Regions from separate parts of the Pan troglodytes genome. Here regions 2 and 3 are each linked to region 1. The links are chromatin contacts, called in public Hi-C and HiChIP or PLAC-seq maps. All regions are on one chromosome and are shown on one strand. Each heading gives the region's core, a stretch centred on a gene start, on an enhancer-like site or on the middle of the called end of the contact. The rest is flanking DNA. Distances are from core to core; before and after follow the strand shown. Region 1 holds the start of SCYL1 (SCY1 like pseudokinase 1). Region 2 holds the start of SLC25A45 (solute carrier family 25 member 45). Region 3 holds the start of TIGD3 (tigger transposable element derived 3).

Region 1 (2,700 bases), core at 3-2,502:
GCTCGGGGATCCCCTTGCGGGGAGGTCCCCCACCGTTGCCCTGGGCTGAATACATGTAGTCCAGGCCCCCAAGCTTCCACTCGCCAGCTCGGTCCACGAACACGGCGGCCATGCAGACATTGTTGTGGATGAGGCTGCAGTCGTTGACCAGGAAGCTGAGGGCTTTCTGGGGGCAAAAGGAGCCATCACGCCCCAGCACCTGCAAGCCCCCATCCCTGCTCTCATCACCACTGCCCCCCACCTCACCACGATCTGGTGTAGCCCCCAGGAGATCTCCAGCTCCTTCAGGCCACCAGCCTCCACTCTCGCCTTGAGGTATATTCCCAACGGGGTCACAGCCTCTGTCACGACGTGGAGGCATTTTTCTGTCTGGGGAAGGGGACACAGGGTTATCAAGGACGGAGGGGCAGAGAGGAAGGAGAGATAAGCGACTTGAAGTTGGGAGAGATGGGGAAGAGGAAACCAAATCTGGGGGTGCTGGGGCACATAGGGTGGAAACAGGGCAGGAGGGGAGACAGGAGTGGGTAACCAGGACATCGTGAGGGGCAGAGACGGGCAGGCAAGGCAGCAGGTACCTCCAGTCCATCGATGTAAGCCAGGATGTTGGGGTGCCGTAGAGTTTTGAAGCGCTTGAAGGCAGCTTTGGCCACCTGGGTCTGCTCTTCCGCGCCAGGCTTCACATCATAGACGAAGATGGACACGGGGCTGCCTGTGGCCTAGGGGAGGGCAGCGGGGCCTGAGATGGTCCCAGAGCTGTTGTGTGGCCGGAAGACAAGGGCCCGCAGCCAGGTCTCTCTCCAGGTCAGCCTTAGGGACACTTCGCCGGGCCCACGTGACCCCGGCCCTGTCCGCCTGTCGGTCCCGCGGTCCCTCCGCCCGCCACGTAGGCACTGCCCGCCCCCTCCCCGGCCTGCTACCCCTTGGTTCCGCCGCCACGTCAGGCCGGGCGCGACGCGACGGGGCCGGCGGCGCGGAATAGGCAAGGCCCAGGTCGACCGCGGCCTACGGAGCTCGGCCGCACTCACCTTCTTGCGGCCGCGGTGCAGGGCCCAGGGCCCGGGCAGGCCGCCCTCTGGGGGCTCCGGGATGAGCTCGAACGGAAAGTCCCGGACCGGGTCCCGGGCAAAGAACCACATCGTCCCCACCGCCGCCGCGGGCTCGGGCGCCTTAGCTCCGGGTCCTCCGGCCGCCCGAGCCGGGGCGGGGCGGAGAGGGGGCGGGGCCTGCGTCTGACGGGGGCGGGGCCCGGGGGCAGGGCGGGGCCTACGTCGGGGCGGAGCAGTACGTGAATTGGGGCGGGGTGGGGCAGAACCTGAGTTGGGGCGGGAAGGGGCGGGGACAAGGGAGGGGCGGGAGAGGGGCGGGGATGGGGGAGCTAGGGAGGGGCGGGGATGGGGGGCTAGGGAGGGGCGGGGCAGTCCGGGGCGGCGGGCGGTACTCAGATCAGTACTCCGCCGCCGGGTAAGTCACTTAAAACCCTCCAAGCCTGTGAGCCCTTTTATCTAAAGAGGCCTAAATCCTAAAGGATAATAGAGCCTGCCGTCTAGCGTACTGTAAGGATGAGAGCTTAAGAAGGGACAGACGGATGGGGAAACCGAGGCAAAAAGGGGGAGAGGTAGAAAGACTGACAGGCATGAGAGGGTGCAGTGAGGAGTGAGGCAGAGACCCAAAGAGGGAGACTGGCCCCACGCCAGACACTCTCTCCCACCAGCAAGTGGGTGCCTCCAGGCTCCGGGGAGGAGTCGGTCCTGGTGAAGTGACCATGAGAAAAGCACGAGGAGACGCCCCAGAGAAAGAGCGTGGGTGAGAGGCAGAGAGTGAATCCAAGGTTCCATGGAGGTCCAGAACCCCGGGGCAGGGGCGGGCACCCAGGGAATGGAGGAAGGAGAGACTGAGGAGGGAAGAAGAAGTGACCCCAGGAAAGGAGGGAGGGAGAAGGAGCAACTGGGCAAGTCTGGAAGAGGCCAAAGGGCTGGGAGGGGACCCTGCTCTCCTGGGCTCAGCTGCCCGGCTCTCAAGCCAACGGATTGCATCTCTCAGTGCCTGTGTAGACAGCCATGGAGTGGTGTTAGCTCAATCAGCACATCACACTGGTGGGGATCCAGCCCCTGAGCTGTGTAGGAGGGGCTGGACAGGCAGTGGTTCCTCTGCTGGTAGGGTCTCAGGACCCAGGCTTGGGGACAGTGCCTCAACCACAGCTATGGAGCACTGGTGAGATTCTGGGACCGGTTATGAAAAGTCTGGTTGGGATGCCTTTGGGAGATAACTCAAGGGCAGAGATGCCACAGTGAGACGTTGCTGGGTTTCAATCACGGTTCAGCCCCTCATTGGATGTGAGAACTCACACAGTTCCCTTTGGGTGCGTTAGGTCCCCCATCTATAAACTGGGGTGAGGGCCAGGCACAGTGGTTCACGCTTGTAATCTCAGCACTTTGGGAGGCCGAGGCTGGAGGATCACCTGAGGTCAGGAGTTCCAGGTCAGCCTGACCAACATGTTTGAAGGGGGCCTGCCCCTCCACACCTGTGGGTATTTCTCGTCAGGTGGAGACGAGAGACTGAGAAAAGAAATAAGACACAAAGTATAGAGAAAGAACAGTGGGCCCAGGGGACCGGCACACTCAGTATACGAGGACCTGCACCGGCGCTGGTCTCTCAGTTCCCTCAGTATTTACTGATTACTATTTTCACTATCTCTGCAAG
Region 2 (2,879 bases), core at 41-2,540, 140 kb after region 1:
ATAGTGGCATGATCTTGGCTCGCTGCAACAGCTGCTTCTCGGATTCAAGCGATTCTCCTGCCTCAGCATCCCAAGTAGCTGGGACTACAGGCGCCCGTCACCACACCCGGCTAATTTTTGTATTTTTGGTAGAGATGGGGTTTCACTATGTTGGTCAGGCTGGTCTCGAACTCCTGACCTCAGGTGGTCCTTCCGCCTCGGCCTCCCAAAGTGCTGGGATTACAGGCGTGAGCCACTGCGCCCGGCCTGTATCAGTTATAGTTTTTGCAAAGGCAGTTTCAGGAATAAGAAGCAGAACCAGGACTGCAGCCCAAGCCACCACGAGAGGCCAGTCTTTGGGGATGGTCTTTTAGGATGATCTTTGGGGGTGGCCCAAGGAGCCCCAGGCAGCTCCAGAGGCAGGAGGTAGGAGGTCCTGTTTCCCGAATCTGTCCACCTGGGAGAAAGCAGCAGGGGTGGCTGGGTTCTGCCTTGGCCACAGTGAGAGGAGAAGGGAGAGAAGGACTGGGCCTTGGGCGTCCCCCATGGGAGACTAGGAGCTGCGGGGAGATCTGGAGGGGAGGGTGCAGGTGTCACTGGGCCTTGATGTTCCCCAGGGCCGTTTGGTGATGGGAAGAGGGAACTGGAGCCCCAGGCTGCCGCTGATGCTGCTGGCTGACATTTCCGTTCATTCAGTCACTCAGGATTTATTGAGAGCCCACCCCGTGCCACCCACTGTGCACAGAACACCCAGAGATCCCTGTCCAGACAGACAAGTTCTTCCCATCGTATGTTGGGGTGATAACTGTGATGGAGAAAGAGAGGAAGAGCCAGCAGTGCCTCCAGCTGGGGAGGCAGGGCAGACCTCACCGAGGTGGTGACATTTGAGCCCCAGCTGGAGGGGTGCCAGGGTAAGAGTGTCCAGGAATAGGGAAGAGCCAGTCCACAGGCCTGGAGACAGAAGGCTGACTGAAGAAGAGTCTGGAGGCTCGGGTGGCTGCAGCAGAGAAAGCAAGGGGGTGGGTGGCAGGACGTGAGGTCAGAGGAGAATGGGCGGCACCCTGTGGCTCACAGATCCTTGAAAGGGTTTTGGTTTTGACTGAGCAGAATGGTGCCATTGCAGATCAACACGCACTTTAAATAATCAAAACCCCTATCTTTCCCCTGGGAAGGAGGAGGCCGAGGAAGGCTGTGTTTCTGACTCACACGGGGGAGTCGGGGGAGTCGTAAACAACCCTGAAGAGAACAGCCAGGCCTGGTGAGTCACTCCTGGGAGTGGCTCCTCCCCACCCTGCCACGCAGCGGCAACTGCGGGCTGGGCCTACCCCCTGGTGGCCACGCTCCCTCCGCACCCGGCCTCTCTCTGTGGCATGGGGGCGGCCGTGCCCCTTGGTGGAGATGAATGGGAGTGGAGCTGGGCTGGCTGGGCAGGCAGGGGCTTGCCTCTTGCTGACTAAGGCAGCCCTGGAGGGGCCCGACCATGGGGCAGGAACCCAGTTGCCATCCTCAGAGCGAGGATCATTGGCCGGGCTCGGGGATCAGGGCCTCTGTGGTCCCGGCACGCCTGGCCCGTGAGACTGTACTCTGCACGACTCCTCCAGGTGGCCAGGGTCACCGGAACTGGCTCGCTCTCCTCTGCCAGTTGCCGGAGGTCTGGGCACCAGGCCAATTCTCACCTTCCCGCCAGGGTTAAACATTAGTGGGAGGTTATCAGCGTGGGCCAGGGGAGGGAGAGGGGGGAATTCAACTCTGTCTCCTCTGCTGGAGCCGCCAGTTCCCGCAAGCCCAGACAATGCCGGTGGAGGAATTTGTGGCTGGCTGGATCTCTGGTGAGACATTTTTCTTCCTTCTGTCACATCACACCCAATGGTAGGTCACTTCCTGGGGAAGATGGGTGACATGGGAGGAGCAGAGACCAAAGTCTGAGTTCCGGCCTGGCGGGAGGATCACTTGAGCCCAGGAGTTTGAGACCAGTCTGGGCAACATAGGGAGGCCCCTGTCTCTACAAAAAAATCAAAATAATTAGCTGGGCATGGTGGCTCACACCTGTAGTCCCAGCTACTTAGGAGGATTGCTTGAGCTCAGGAGTTCAAGGCTGCAGTGAGCTATGACTGCACCACTGCACTCCAGCCTGGGTGACAGAATGAGACCCTGCCACAAAAAAAAAAAAAAAAAAAAAGAATCAGGGCATGGTGACTCACACCTGTAATCCCAGCACTTTGGGAGGCTGAGGTAGGAGGATCACTTGGGGCCAGGAGTTTGAGACCAGCCTGGGCAACATAGGAAGACCCTGTCTCTATAAGAAATGAGAGGCTGGGCGCGGTGGCTCATGCCTGTAAGCCCAGCACTTTGGGAGGCTGAGGTAGGTGGATCATGAGGTCAAGATTTCGAGACCAGCCTGGCCAACATGGTGAAACCCCGTCTCTACTAAAAATACAAAAATTAGCCAGGCGCGGTGGCGCACGCCTGTGGTCCCAACTACTCCAGAGGCTGAGGTGGAAGGAGCCCTTAAGCTCAGGAGGTTGAAGCTGCAATGAGCCATGATCATGCCACTGCACTCCAGCCTGGACAACACCAGCAAGACCCTGTGTCAAAAAAAAAAAGTCTGGGTTCCGTGGAGCACCCCAGAGCCAGCTGTCCCCAGTCCTCCGGGGAGTGGCCGATGGGAAGAAGAGAGGAAGGCACAGGTGGGAGGGTGCTGCCTCTGCCTTCCAAGGCCACTCTGCCTGACACCTGCAGAGGGCGGGAGAGCCAGGTGAGCACCCTATACCTTGAGCCCTGCTCTCCAGGCCCACCCTGTTGGGCTTACAAAGGAAGTTCACCTTTGACCTCACCTGCTGTCCTGAGTCCCCTCTGGGCCTCTGCCCCACCTGGCTGTGGGCCGCAGTCCCTGGCCCTGA
Region 3 (2,856 bases), core at 73-2,572, 170 kb after region 1:
CTCCTTGGCTTTGTGGAGCAGCATGGGCCCCGTCACGTCCCAGGCCTTGGCCCGGGCAATGTGGTACCAGCAGAGCAGAGCCTCGTCGATCCCGCTGTACTTGGACTCCCGCTTGCGCTTGCGCTCTCGGTTGGCTGTGCCGCTGCACCAGTCCGCCAGCAGCTTCTCCTTATTCTTGCAGATGCGCGAGATCTGGGGCTGGGAAACCTGGAAGCGCCGGGCCACCTCCGACTGGGACATCTTGGACTCATCCAGGAGTTCCAGCACCTGGATCTTCTCGGCCAGGGACAGGGCGTGAAGCTTCTTCTTGCTGCTCAGCTCCATGGCCTCTCTGGGGCACCTGTGCGGGGAGGAAAGATTGAGCGGGTAGAGTAATCTGAGGCCGGAAGAGCTAGGAAAGGAGCGCAGGAGGGAAAAGAGATTAGATGAGGACTTGCGCAGGCACCGGGTGAGACTGGACCCGCCGAAAGAGGAAGTGGCTAGGCCGAGTGGAAGCCGGCTGGCCCCGTCCCCAGGATGCCAGGGCAGAGCTGGGGAGGGGGCGTCTCTCCACTCAGAAGGACAGGCGAGTCTGGGCTGGGGTCTGGCCTCACTCGGGAAGAAGGATGAAAAGTGCAGGGGACAGCTGCAGAGATAACAAAGGCGTACGGACAGGCGAGGGCCTGGGACTGGGGCCGAGGGGGCAGGTGTGGGGCTACGGGGCTGCGGGGGAGGAGCCCCCGGGAGGGACTGGGAGGCGGCTTGGGCTGGATTCAGATGACGCCGCTGAGGGGCGGGAGGTGGGTGGATGCACACAGAGTTGAGGTGACAGGTGTACAGACGACAAAGGGGACAGAGGGTGTCTGAAGGAGCGAGGCTAATTTGGTGCCGGGTCCTGAGAGGGAGGCTAGGCGACGGTCAGTCCTGAGGGGAGCGAGAGGGCAGGGCCGAGGGCGCGGGTGCACGAGCGACAAAGGGCGGGAGGCCTGAGGAGGCTGCGGGCAGCGGAGGGGCGGGGTGTCCCCGCGGGGAGGGTGGTGGCCTGGGAGGGTCCCAGGGCGCGGGAACGAACGCCCGGACCCAGGCAGGCCGGCAGCCGGACTCCGTGCCCTGGCCGGTCACTCCCCCTCGACCCGGAGTATGTCGGCGGGGCGGCCCCAGGCGCCCGCCCGCCCGGCCTCCCGCTCCGCACCCACCTCAGGCGCTGGTCCCGCGGCTCCAGCCCCTGCCCCCAGCCCGGCTCCCGAGCCCCTGTCCGGGCGGCGACAGCAGAACAGGGGAGGGATGGGCGCCACGACCCCGAGGGCAGAGCGGACCGAGGGCCTGCGCAGACGGCGGGCGGGCGGGCGCGCGCACAGCAGAGTCCCGTGCGCGCCGCCCGCGCCGGGCTCTCTCCCGGCTGCGAAGTCCGCGGTGCGGCCCCTCTGCACCCACCCGCTGCAGCCCCGCCCCACCCCAAGCAGATTGGTCCTCAGTGGCGCCCCGTCCCTCCCCTGGCTAAGTTTCATTGGACGTTGCGGAAGTGGCGGTTCGTCGAGCCCCTCTGGGGGCGGGGCTTCTAGCGCGGAGGGGCGGGAGGCGGAGCCAGGAACCAGCAGGACTCCCCTGGGCGCCTCCAGCAGCCGCCGACCCCGAGGGCCCGACGAGCCCTGTAGGTGGTGTGGTGACCGCCGAGCTGACTTGGCGTCCCAAAGCCTCCCTGGCTGTGACCCTAGGCCGCATCGGCTTCTTCGTCTACCAAGCAGGGCTAACAGCCCTCACGGAATTGTTTTGGGAAAACGATGAAAGGAGAAAATGGACGCAAGCTTTAAGCCACACAAAAGCTGGTTACCATGGACAGCGCTGGCTCGAGTCTGTCGGCCACGGAAACACTGCATCCTTGGGCCAGTAATGATTTAGGACGAGTATTTTATTAGATTTGGTACAAGATTCAAGTTCTTAAACTCAAGATCTGGCATCGTTCCCTTCCCTGCTAACCTTCAGTCCCGAATTAAACGCAGACGTCTTGACCCGCAGCCCAGCTGCTCTCCAGCCTCGCTGCTCCCTCCGCTCACAGCTCCGCATCCTCTGCCTTCCTCACAGGCTTCCGTCCGCACCCCCGTCCTACCGGCTGACACTGTCCAACTCTCCAAGACCCATCTCAAATCCTACCTCCCGCAAACCCTTCCTAAATTTCCTCACCTAGGCCTGCTACAGCGTTCTTATTTTCCACATTTCTTTTCTGGCTCTCGGACTACTCAGCTGCCAAAGCGCATCCACTGCTGTACTCCCTCTCCGCCTGGCCTACTTCAGTGGAAAAGCATGAGGACGGGCTGCGCTCTGCTCCTCACACAATCCCCAGCCCAGAGCACCCTGCTTATTTATTGAACATAACAGTGCAGGCCGGCCTAGGCTTCCCATAGGCAAGGATGACTTTCAGAATGTTCTAGAAAAAAGGATACTTCAGGGGGCCCATAACTGCTTGATTCAAATCTTTCCTTTAAAAACATAAAAACAACAGTTGGACTTCTAAAACACACACTGAAGACATACGCGCTGCCACGTAAGCTCTCCACATGTTCACTATGCCTTCCGGGAAACTGTGTGCACATCAACGTGCCCTGGGAAAGGCTGCAGGGCTGCACTGCGGGCAGTTCAGATCCTAGAGCACTTGCTCTGGCCTGGGAGCGCTGCAGGCAACTGAAGCCACACAGACCCTGCTCCTGCAAGAACTTTTGTGTGTGTCCCATGGTGATGTCATTAGTTTGCTTATTAATTATATTTATATAAACTTCTGGTCCTGTTTTAAATGTCTGAGATTGCAAGGTCAACTGTTATAAACCTGTCATCACTTCCATCTATGTATCCAAGACTAGGAGAATTCTCCAAATCAACTGA

What was found. Hi-C and Micro-C count contacts between places; a contact is called where the count stands out from the background. HiChIP or PLAC-seq counts read pairs in DNA pulled down with a chosen protein or histone mark.
Region 2: a Hi-C map of induced pluripotent stem cells shows a contact between it and region 1, with 3 times the contacts expected there. The contact joins the promoter of SLC25A45 here to the promoter of SCYL1 in region 1. A contact is called at or near these places in 3 of 7 Hi-C or Micro-C datasets (induced pluripotent stem cells and stem cell-derived neural progenitor cells), 1 of 1 datasets of contacts at active chromatin or transcription factors (stem cell-derived excitatory neurons) and 1 of 1 other capture datasets (stem cell-derived neural stem cells).
Region 3: a contact with region 1 is called in an H3K4me3 HiChIP or PLAC-seq map of stem cell-derived excitatory neurons, with 3 times the contacts expected there. The contact joins the promoter of TIGD3 here to the promoter of SCYL1 in region 1. A contact is called at or near these places in 2 of 7 Hi-C or Micro-C datasets (induced pluripotent stem cells and stem cell-derived neural progenitor cells) and 1 of 1 datasets of contacts at active chromatin or transcription factors (stem cell-derived excitatory neurons).

Annotation. Positions count from the first base shown.
Region 1 is chr9:67,847,877-67,850,576 of NHGRI_mPanTro3-v2.0_pri, reverse strand. It overlaps SCYL1 (SCY1 like pseudokinase 1), which reads right to left and starts at 1,252. Exons shown (of 17, transcript XM_063783090.1): 1 at 1,026-1,252; 2 at 576-716; 3 at 247-369; 4 at 1-166. The coding sequence starts at 1,136.
Region 2 is chr9:67,708,734-67,711,612 of NHGRI_mPanTro3-v2.0_pri, reverse strand. It overlaps SLC25A45 (solute carrier family 25 member 45), which reads left to right and starts at 1,290. Exons shown (of 7, transcript XM_063783073.1): 1 at 1,290-1,808. The coding sequence starts at 1,772.
Region 3 is chr9:67,682,416-67,685,271 of NHGRI_mPanTro3-v2.0_pri, reverse strand. It overlaps TIGD3 (tigger transposable element derived 3), which reads right to left and starts at 1,322. Exons shown (of 2, transcript NM_001243843.1): 1 at 1,176-1,322; 2 at 1-340. The coding sequence starts at 324.